Regions from separate parts of the Gasterosteus aculeatus genome. Here region 1 is linked to region 2. A link is a contact called in public Hi-C data. All regions are on one chromosome and are shown on one strand. Each heading gives the region's core, a stretch centred on a gene start, on an enhancer-like site or on the middle of the called end of the contact. The rest is flanking DNA. Distances are from core to core; before and after follow the strand shown. Region 1 overlaps LOC120828718 (A-type voltage-gated potassium channel KCND3). Region 2 holds the start of atp6ap1a (ATPase H+ transporting accessory protein 1a).

What was found. A called contact is a pair of places that touch in the nucleus more often than the background predicts.
Region 1: a Hi-C map of skeletal muscle shows a contact between it and region 2, with 3 times the contacts expected there. The contact joins the enhancer-like site here to the promoter of atp6ap1a in region 2. A contact is called at or near these places in 2 of 6 Hi-C or Micro-C datasets (both in skeletal muscle).

What each region holds. Positions count from the first base shown.
Region 1 is chr2:1,239,112-1,244,378 of fGasAcu3.hap1.1, forward strand. It overlaps LOC120828718 (A-type voltage-gated potassium channel KCND3), which reads left to right. Exons shown (of 8, transcript XM_040192238.2): 3 at 3,475-3,643. Among protein-coding and RNA genes, the nearest start is that of ddx20, 21 kb to the right of the region's middle. Within about 2 kb of position 3,785, at least 1 of the 9 cell types and tissues checked has open chromatin away from gene starts, as enhancers often do.
Region 2 is chr2:1,149,411-1,154,820 of fGasAcu3.hap1.1, forward strand. atp6ap1a (ATPase H+ transporting accessory protein 1a) reads left to right here and starts at 2,259. Exons shown (of 11, transcript XM_040193260.2): 1 at 2,259-2,796; 2 at 4,167-4,293; 3 at 4,673-4,747. The coding sequence starts at 2,666. It overlaps tafazzin (tafazzin, phospholipid-lysophospholipid transacylase), which reads left to right. Exons shown (of 11, transcript XM_078081575.1): 11 at 573-2,065. The coding sequence ends at 674.

The DNA of each region.
Region 1 (5,267 bases), core at 2,535-5,034, 91 kb after region 2:
CGTCCTCTGCACCTCCTTCCTTCCTTCTTTCCCGCGGTGACATTTGTGGGGGGGGGGGTCGATTACGGATGGTTCTCCCCGGTATCATCGGATCTGCTTCCATCGGAGTGACTGGCCATGAAATGTCAGATGAGCGTGCAGATGGATGGACGCTGGAGGGTTAAAGACCCGGAGAAACCGTCTTTCACTCGGCTGAACCCAAAGCAGCTCCAGCGGCCCGTGACGGGTCGCCCAATGAAAATGACGGATCGCATCTACTCGCCGGTGTGTTTTTTATTTTGTTACGAGGCATCATCATCTGTGGAGGTGGAGTTGTGAATATCACAGGAGAAATAAGTGTATTTTCTCAATAAATGTCTTGGCCCTTGATATTTTTGTCAAGCCGGACTCATGAATCTCATATTTCGGATTGTTACAATTTATAACATTTCGGCAAAATCATATTATATTTCTCTAAATCAAGGTTCACGCATTGTCCTGGTGCAAAGTATGACGGTAGAATATGTTGTATGTGATGTTGTGATATACCACCTTCTCACACCCAAACACATCTTCAGGTATTAAGACAGTTTTTAATGCCTGTAAGGCTTCAACTATGGACTACAAATTAAAGTATGGACAATTTGTGACCATCTCCCGTTCTTAACCAAAGACTTGAAGCCTACAAAGATACTCTGTTGTTGATTGCACGGTCACATGACTTCACATTAGACCACAAAGGAGCTCCACTTCCATCTGATTTAGACTCTTTTTAAGATTCGCCAGACGTTCACTGACCTGTTTTATATCAGACAACTAAACTCTAACGTGTCTTCAGCTGGTATTAAACACAGACCTTAAACCAAACCAAAAATTAACCCAAGAAAGATTCTTAATTAGAGACGAGGGAACAGGACGTGCAACGCCGACTCATTTGCTATGAATAGAATCTCCAGTCGCTGTCTGTGGTGCTGAAGCTTCTTAGCACCTGACGGAAACAACTAAACAAATACATCCCTAGATAATGATTAGTTCTCATTTGTACTTGTGAAGTCATCTTGAGAATTCAAGAGAAGCATCCCGACACAATCAACACAACCTGTATTCACGTTCTCGCTGGGCGTGCAGACCCGTGGGCGAAGGTTAGAACGCATCATGCTTCTCTGCATTTTTATTATAGCTGAGCTCAAACGTTTACGCTGTCATGGTTGTGTACAATTCACCTTCTTGACCCAACATCACGTGACCGGCCATCCTCACAGATCCACGTGTCCTCAGGCTTCTGTGAGGACAGCACTTAGTCCCCTCTGTGACCCCCCACCAGTGCCCCCGAAGCCTTATTAATATGACCCACAGAGACCTTCAACAACTTGTGACAACCCTCACCTGTCCACTGACCCGTGTGGATGGACCTGCTGCGTTTGTCTGTGTCTCAGGATTCATGTATATATATATATATATATATATATAGTTATGCACATACGTATACGTATACAGTATAAATACAGAGCGAGAGATCCGGTTGTATTACAGTTAGCTTCGTTAGCGGCCGTTAGCACAAGGTGAAGTGATTCTCGCTGAAGTGGAGAAAAACACAATAACCCCGTAACAAGGATTCTACGGGTAAACATGGATGTTTGTTTCATCCGAGCAGAAACCTCCAGTTGGGAGATTTGGTTCTTGTTGTCTCCATTTCAAAGATTCCCTCTCTGGAACCTTAACAAGGAGCACTTGATTTCTTCCACTTCATCACAAGCCGTCACTTGCACCTAAACTTTTGCATGGAAATATCAATTAACCCGGAGTTGAAGCGACATGCTCTAGAATTTAAACGCTGTAATTCAAATTTCATGCAAAAGAGGAGAGAAACAAAAGAGCTCTGCTATCAGAACTATCGGTGCATAAATAGTAAATGTAGTAGATGTCGTGTACACGTGTAAATTATTCTGCTCCCTTTATCTGTTTCTCAGACATCCACCTTCAGTGAAGTCCTTATCTCACACACACACACACACACACACACACACACACACACAGGTGTCACATGCAGCGCTTCTTCTCTCTAATGTGTGCGAGCCGGTCTTATCTGGGTGGAGCGGCGAGGTGATGCTATCACCAGACGCCGGCCGGCTCCACCTGAGGGGCAGCGGCAGATTGACTGTGGAGCTGGAGGGGGGGGGGGGGCTCCGTCCGATAGGGTCCCACTAAAGATGAATGACGATTCTTCCTCCCTCGTCATGGAAACATGCTGCGGAGGGAGGGAGGGGGGAGGGAGGGGGTTAGGGAGGGGGCGTGGGAGGGAGGGAGGGAGGGAGGGGGCGAGGGAGCCTCCGGCCCGCCGGTGGGCTCTTCTTGCCTAATTTGGGTAGAAAGGCTGTTAAAGTTGTGGGTAAGTCGACACTTTGCGCGTGTGGAAACCGTCCGCCACCTAAACGGCTTCACATTGAGCTCCGTCCTGCTGGAACCTGTGAGCATCTGAGCTCACTCTCTTCATCCAACCCGCCGTGACAGAGAGGATCATTAAAGCAGCGCCACCAGCTCGACTTTCTGAGCAGAATAGTGTTCGTTTATGGAGCTCCGTCACAGAGGAACGTCTTCTAGAGAAAAAAAGGTCTCAGTTCAGCCAGAAAATGCAGATGTTTCCTCTTAACTGTGGTGCTACTTGTACTTATAAAGCTCCCGGATCAGACGTCCCAATGGAATTTATTTACAGCCGTTGGTATTGAAAATCTGTAATGTAAATAAACCGCAAACTCATGTTCATGGTCTGTTTGACTCTGAAAGGACCAGAATTTACTAAAAGAACAAAGTTTTATTTTTACACACACATTTAGCTTGAACGTGTAAGACGCTTCATTTAGATTTATTGTATTTATGTTTGGATGTATTCATTAGATTTATTGGAACATTTTACATAATTATACGTAAAGCCAGATGCTGAAAGGGTTTTCGTTTCAGGTTTATTTGAAGTCAGTTCCAATAAATTTAGCAGAACTCTTGCTTAGAGAAGAACAGGAACAAACGACCTGAACTGTTCACCCGTGAATGAAGAATGAGGTCTATTATGAATAAAGGTGGCTTTTTCAGCTCAAGTCCTGGTCTCAGCTTTTGAAGTTCTCCTGCTTTTATTTCCACCGTTAATTCCTGAACACTTCATACTTACACAGAGGGGGCCGGGGGGTTAAAACAGTTATTATAATAGTGTTTTCCGTCTTCGAGGTTTCAAGCTTTTGACTTGCAAATATTTCAGATTGCATTGTGCTTAATGACGTCTCCTCTTCTGTGAAAGGTTAATAGTCTCTCCCTCTCTCTCTCTTTACTTTCTGCTTTATTTGTGATTACGTATACAAACTACACCGCATTCTGTTTTAGAGGTTTAGCTTTAAGCTCTGTGTGTGTGTGTGTGTGTGTGTGTGTGTGTGTGTGTGTAATTGTGTGTGAGAACAATGTCACAAGATGAGACGTTAGGCTCAGTGTCTCCTCCCCGCCTCACAGGTACGGAGACATGGTCCCTAAGACAATCGCGGGGAAGATCTTCGGCTCCATCTGCTCTCTGAGCGGCGTGCTGGTCATCGCGCTGCCCGTCCCCGTCATCGTGTCCAACTTCAGCCGCATCTACCACCAGAACCAGAGGGCCGACAAGCGGCGGGCGCAGAAGATGCAGGTGAGAAGAAACGTCCCCTTTATTCAGCTTCAGCTGTACCTGTGATATTCTGTGCTGGTGATATCATATCGTGGTGATATTGTATGGTTATATCATATGGTGATATCGTATGGTGATATCAAATCGTGGTGATATCGTATTGTGGTGATATCGTATGGTGATAACGTACCATGGTGATATCGTATGGTGATATCGTATGGTAATATTGTGTCATGGTGATATCGTATGGTAATATTGTGTCATGGTGATATCGTATGGTAATATTGTGTCATGGTGATATCGTATGGTGATAACGCACTGTGGTGATATCGTATGGTGATATCGTATGGTGATAACGCACTGTGGTGATATCGTATGGTGATATCGTATGGTGATATCGTATGGTGATATCGTATGGTGATATCGAATGGTGATATCGTATGGTGATATCGTATGGTGATATCGTATGGTGATAACGCACTGTGGTGATATCGTATGGTAATATCGTATGGTGATATCGTATGGTGATATCGTATGGTGATATCGTATGGTGATATCGTATGGTGATAACGCACTGTGGTGATATCGTATGGTAATATTGTGTCATGGTGATATCGTATGGTGATAACGCACTGTGGTGATATCGTATGGTAATATCAAATCGTGGTGATATCGTATGATGATATCGTATCATGGTGATATCGTATGGTGATATCGTATTGTGGTGATATTGTTTTGGTGCACAGTCGAACCCACCGGCGGCATGACTGCTCTGGTTGTCCTGAGATGGAAGGTGCTGTGTTTGTGTTTGTTTGAGCAGACATGGACACTCTGGCACATGTTGCCAGAGTCCATCCACATCTCGCATTGCTTCCTCTCACACCTGCTCCTTCAGTGCCCCCCCTCCCCCTCCCCTCTGTGATTACCTCCATCCATCTCGCCGCACGTGCTCTCCGGCTGCAGTTTAAATCGACCTTGAGTCCAGCGGTTCGACCGCGGCCTGACCGCTGTCCGCTCTTAACTAACCGTGACCGAGTGTTCCCGCCAAAGACGGGAGGGGAAATGATCAAGGTTGAAAAAAAGTCAGGCAGGATGTTTATTGTTGACGTGGGGAAGAGAGAGAGAAGAGGGGAGGGGGGGAAGGGGGAGAAGGGGGAGAAGGGGGCAGAGCCGGGGGCGACGTGTGTCCTCACGCTGCATTATTTTTCCTGAAATAGCCATCACCCAGATGAGGTGCTGGCCGGGAGGAGGACGTCTGTCCGTCTGCACTTCCTTTAGTCCAACCTCCTGACCTTGGTCCCCCGTCCCGCCTCCCTCAGTGTTCCTCCTCCCAGCACGCGGCGTGCGGTGCAGCCTTAACCCAAACTTTGTGTTGCAAATGTGATGTTTGACTTGGAGCGCTTCGGAATGTTTGTGGACATCTCGTTAAGATCATCACATCGGAGGACGGCTTGAATGTTGTGCGTTGGTGGTGGACACGTGGGACATTGTTTGATACGTCTCTCACTTTTACTGCCTGTCTGTCATCCTACTCACCAGTTGAAATGGAAAATATCCAGAGATTGATGAGCTGCTGATTGACACTGGTTTGGTTTCAGAGTTCCGTTACGTGACAAACAGACTTATGAATAAAGAACTAAAAATA
Region 2 (5,410 bases), core at 1,009-3,508:
CAAATTCTGTTCCTCAAATGTGAATTTCTTCTTAAGTGATTTCTTGAACGTTTGGGTCTTTTGGTTATTGGATAACAAGCTGGACTCCAAATAGATTAAAATAACCGTAGGTTTCTATTTAAGTTTATTTAGTGACAAATGAATGTGAAATGAACTGACTTTCAGCTAAATACCAATGAATAAAGCCTGAGGACCCCACTGACTCTGCCCCCTCATCCTGCACCCCATCTTGCACTTGTTTATCTGCTGATGTTTATTTTATTGTTGTTTATAGAGTTTTCCTACTTGTTTGGAGTGTGTTAATAATGTGGAGAAAATGGCTTCATTCCTTCAAGGTGTTTTTGTTCAACCAGAAATCCCCAAAACCAACAATGTTAAAAGGAAACATGAGGAAAAGGAAGTTCTCTTATTTCAGAAGCAGAAACCAGCAAATATTTGGCTTTTATTTTGCTCAAAAAAATGAATAGAACTGCATCGTCAACTACGACAAGAACTTTTGAGAAAGTTTGATCTACTCGGCTCCACTGGTGTTCCAGAACTTCAAGAACCCGTCTCTAAACCTTTGCTTTCAGCTGGAGATGAGGAAGACCTTGACCGACTTCATCCAGGAGGAGTTCCGGAGCCTGAAGGCTCAGGCCGAGGCCCTCCACGGTCAGATCCAGACCACGTCCTGACTCCAGACTGCGTCCTGGGTCCAGACTGCATGCTGGTGGCAAAGCTCCAAGCCGATGATGATTTAGTTTCTCTTCCTCTTCTCTACTTACAAGCATGTTTTGCGGTTCTCATCAAACCGATGGCGTCGGCGGCGGACGAGTCCTCGCGGCACGACGTACGTTTGACCCTAACGAGCAGCGCCGACCCAGGAAGTAGTTTGTCCTTTTAATTTAGCCGGGTGGTAATCAAGGACGCGCACGTCGGAGCCGGAGTCGCTCAGCTGCATTTCATGTTATTTTACACCTTTTACCCGCCGTGTTCTCTCCCTCACAGCGAGGTTAAACCCACGTGATCTGCGCTTGCTGCTCCGTGGCGCCGCCTGTGGCGACAAGCGGAAGCTGCAGCGGTGTCTTTTGGATCTCACCTGGGATGCAAACGGTACCTCGTTGGGCGAAATAGATTTAGCCTTTTAGAGCTGGATCAGTTTAACGCTCGTGGAGCAGCTGCTTTTATCAGAAATACAGCAAAAGAGAAACATCTGTTTACACTGCAGCCTAATAAACTCAGGAGGTTTTTAACAAAGAAATCAGTCGATAATCAGCCTTTTTTTCCCACCGTGCCATAAACCGTCTTGACTTCATGCTGCACACGGTGATATTAAAAAAACCTGTTCATAATGTTTCACAATAAAAGCCCTGTGTGTCGCCACATGAACACTTTAGAATTAGCAGAGCGATAAAAGTACAAACGGTAACGGTAATGCTGTATTGTTTCCTGTCAGGAAGTCTATTCAAAATGAAGCGATAGCCTTACGGAACCGTTTCTTCTTTCATCTCCTCGCCGGTGTGATTCCTCGCAGCCTTAACCCAACTGACAGGACGGGGGGGGCGGGGCTTTGTGTGATGTCACCCGGTCATTAATCAGGCTGATTACAATCGTCATTACTTGAGGATTAACAAAGCCAGGAGCGTTCTGCTGAATCTGGCGGCGCTCACGACAGTAAGCGCGTGCTGCTCGGTGCACAAACACATGGAGGGATTTTAGGTGCGTGACTTGTAACCTAAAGAAGGGAATCCGCACCCCACTGTCAACGTTTACAGCGGTTTGGCACATAAACATGCAGAATAAATGATTGTTCGGATGCTACTAATGGTTGATCAGCACCATGTTTTACCTCTTTTCTCCTACATCATCACCTCCAGATTGTGCGCCGCATGAAGTTTCCAATCATTTCTTTTCTCAGATGAAGTATTAAACCGTTAAGTTTTCTTTGGAGCTCAGAATGCCACAATGTTAAAGATGTACAGAGATCGCAGGCTTTCACAACGGGGGAAAGAATCCGTGGCTGTTTTACAAATACTGTGATTGACACTCTTTCCTACGCCAATAAATATTCTTTTCTAAATTTTAATTTTGTGTCGTGACGCTTAAGTCTCCAATAATGTTGTTGCCGCATGATTTTTAAAAATGTAGTTTAATAGAAGTATTATATCCTATTTGGAAATACTCATGTAAAGTACAGCAGAGTAGTTCTTGCAGTATGTACAGTACCTGCCTAATAGTTAATAGTATAACGCATATTTACCTCTGAATTCTTGTGAAGAAGTACTTGATGTTGTTGACTTTCCTTGAGTAAAAATACATTCACATTAGCATCAAAATATAGCTAAGGTAGATAACGGAGAACCGACACTGAGGAATATCTATAATCATGAATAATTATTAATGCATTAATGATTTCATCCCTTTATTGGTGCAGCTGATGAACGTGCAGCTCAACCCATGACATCATAGCTTGATGACGTTTAGTTGACATTTTAATTAATAGTTAAAAGTACGATTTTGGCTTCAAATCTAATGTCCTGTATTTAAAACTCACCTCAATAAAAGTATATAAACATTTTATATTGCAATTTGACGCTGCAGTGAGAACGGAGGCAGAGGAGCGTCTTCACGTGACGTCATCACGTGAGCGCCCTCCGACGTCAACCGCTGTCAGAGACTCTGAAAGATGGAGGCGACTGCGACGCTTCACCTCGGCGGCATCCTCGCGCGAATGGCCGTTTTCCTGCTCTTGGTGAACGCGTTGGGCTCGGTGTCCTGCGACGAGCAGGTGCCGCTCCTCCTGTGGACGAGTGACGGGTGAGTCCCGCGGCATTTTATCGGCTTTACCGTCTCTGAGAAGAGGTTCTAACGGTTACCTTTAAGCTAGCGCTAACGGCTAACGGCATCGGTTGGCGTCGTTAGCATTGACCGCTAACGTTGGATGCTAGAATCCAATTTAAATGCGGACTCAACTGTCGTTCAAAGGTTGTTTTTTTATAATAGTGAATATGTATTTCCCTGTTACCCTCGTGAATGGCAGGTGCAATATTCCTGGTCACGTGACTAGGCGGGTGACGTGACTGTTTGACGGGTGAGCAGTCACGTGATTGGGTTCATTCATTTAATCACAAATAACCGTTAAGTCATCCACACGAACCCGAGGCTGTTATTATATAGATATCTAAGAGGGACCTGAGTGGTAAGGACAGCATAAGATAGATAGATAGATAGATAGATAGATTGATACTTTATTGATTCCTCAAGAGGGAAATTTTGGTATCACAGCAGCATGTACAGGGAAGAAAATATAATAAAAAGATACACATTATATACAATATATTAAGAGAAATATTAAATAAAATAAACTGAAACAAAAGAATAACCTTCCAAAAGAGACAATAATAATAGAAGAAGAAAGAGCAGCAACATCACAGCAGTACAGGGTTGTTATTGTCATTATTTAGCCAGGGATGATGTATTGTAGAGTGTTATTGCACTGGGCAGGAATGATCTCCTGTATCGGTCCTTGTGACGGCGGAGCTGAAGGAGTCTGTTGGAGAACGTGCTCCGCTGTCCCTGTAGCAGGTGGTCAGGATTATCCAACATGGATAACAGTTTCTTCAGTGACCTCCCCTCCAACACCTTTTCCAAGCCGTCCTGTTTGCAGCCAATGATGGAGCCGGCCTTCTTAACAAGTTTGTTAATTCTGTTGGTGTCAAGCAGCTAAATACAATTTAAAAAAAAAAGAATAACTCAAATACAAATCCATAAATGTTCATGAAGCTAACATAAGAATGGATAAAAGATGGAGCAATTGAGAAGTGCTCAAGTTCTACTTTCACACAGTAGAAACATTGAAATTAGAAGTACATTAATACAAGTATATATGAAATATACATGAAATATAATTGAAATTAAAGGGGTGCTTCTGTGTATGCATGTGCAAATGTTTACGACTCAAACTACAAAACAATTTGAGCTACTTTGACGTTATTGAAGTATTCTATGCTTTTTGTTCTAAATATGGACTTTTTACTGTACTACATTTCAAATGTTTTGAACTGTGTTTTTCAAAGATGATCAGATACTTGGTGTTGCATAATAAATGACTTCTTTTTACAATTGTGTAAGATTCTTACATGTTTGGACAAATCGTTGCAGCTGCATGTGATTTGAATCCCCTCCAGGATCTCGTCACCGACTCAGCCTCCTCCTGCAGCCGGTCACATCATCGGGCAGCAGCAGCTCACCTCCTACCTGGAGAAGGCCCTGAATGAGGGGCCACGAAACGTGGTGCTTTTCCTCCAGGACAAGGTACACACGCATGTTTACACTGCTTTACTTCAGCTATACTGGATTTAATGCATCATTTGATGGATGGAACAAAAAGCAACTACCGTGTCATCCTGTCAACGATTGATTCATTTTAGTATTGGGGTTATTAACAATTCATCTTAATAATCTTAATATTTTTTGTTCTTAATAGTTTGAAACTAATCCTGTTGACATTCTAAATCGATATCTGAATCCTGCATAGAGGTTTTTTGCGTGTTTGTCCATCGTGGTGAAACGTTGTTTCAGGTAAAAATCAAGCTACAAATAATGAGTCTTATGATTGAAGAATTCTTTGTCTGAAATGATATTTGTGTGTTTTCTAGTTTCTTGGGGCACATTGTTTGTTTCTCTTCATCAGATGAGCATCGAGGACTTCACCATGTATGGAGGCGCTTTTGGAAACAAGCAGGACACGGCCTTCCCCAACCTGGAGGTCAGGAGGAATGAACTGCGTCCGTCACTTTAAATAGGTCGTCCACGTGATCGCGTAGATCAGAGTTTTTATTTGGTGCAGAGGAGGGAGGGAGGGAGAGGGGGGGGGGGACTAGGAGAAAAGGTGATGTCGTGATGTGACGAGTCTTGGCCAATCAGCGCTGAGATCTCTACAGCGTCTTCGTTTCCCTCCAACTTTTACCCAAATCAACACTTTCTTGCTAGATCTGCCGGCTTTCCAAACCCTCTCGGCAAAGTGTGTACCCTCTCATATGCAAATGAGGCGATGACGTCATTTAGTGGCGGCTCGATCGCAGCTCCTGCTAACCCGCGTGTCCATGTGTCCTCGGGCAGGACACAGCGTTGCTCCCGTGGCTGCGGTGTGAGCTTTCCTGATGTCATCAGGGGGCGAATGAAGGCATGAAGCACTTTGAGTGGACTAGCAAAGCGCTGCACAAGTGCATTCCATGTAGCGTTCACCATAACGTCAGTCCACGGACCCATGAGCGATGCCATTAGGACCGTGTTGAATTGAATTTTTGAATTTTATTTATATTCGAACATGTATAAAAGGGAAAAAAATGTTACAAAAAATCGAACAACAAAGAGCTAAGACACAACAGAAAAAATAACTGTGGGAAGAAGCATGACACTTATTTGATGT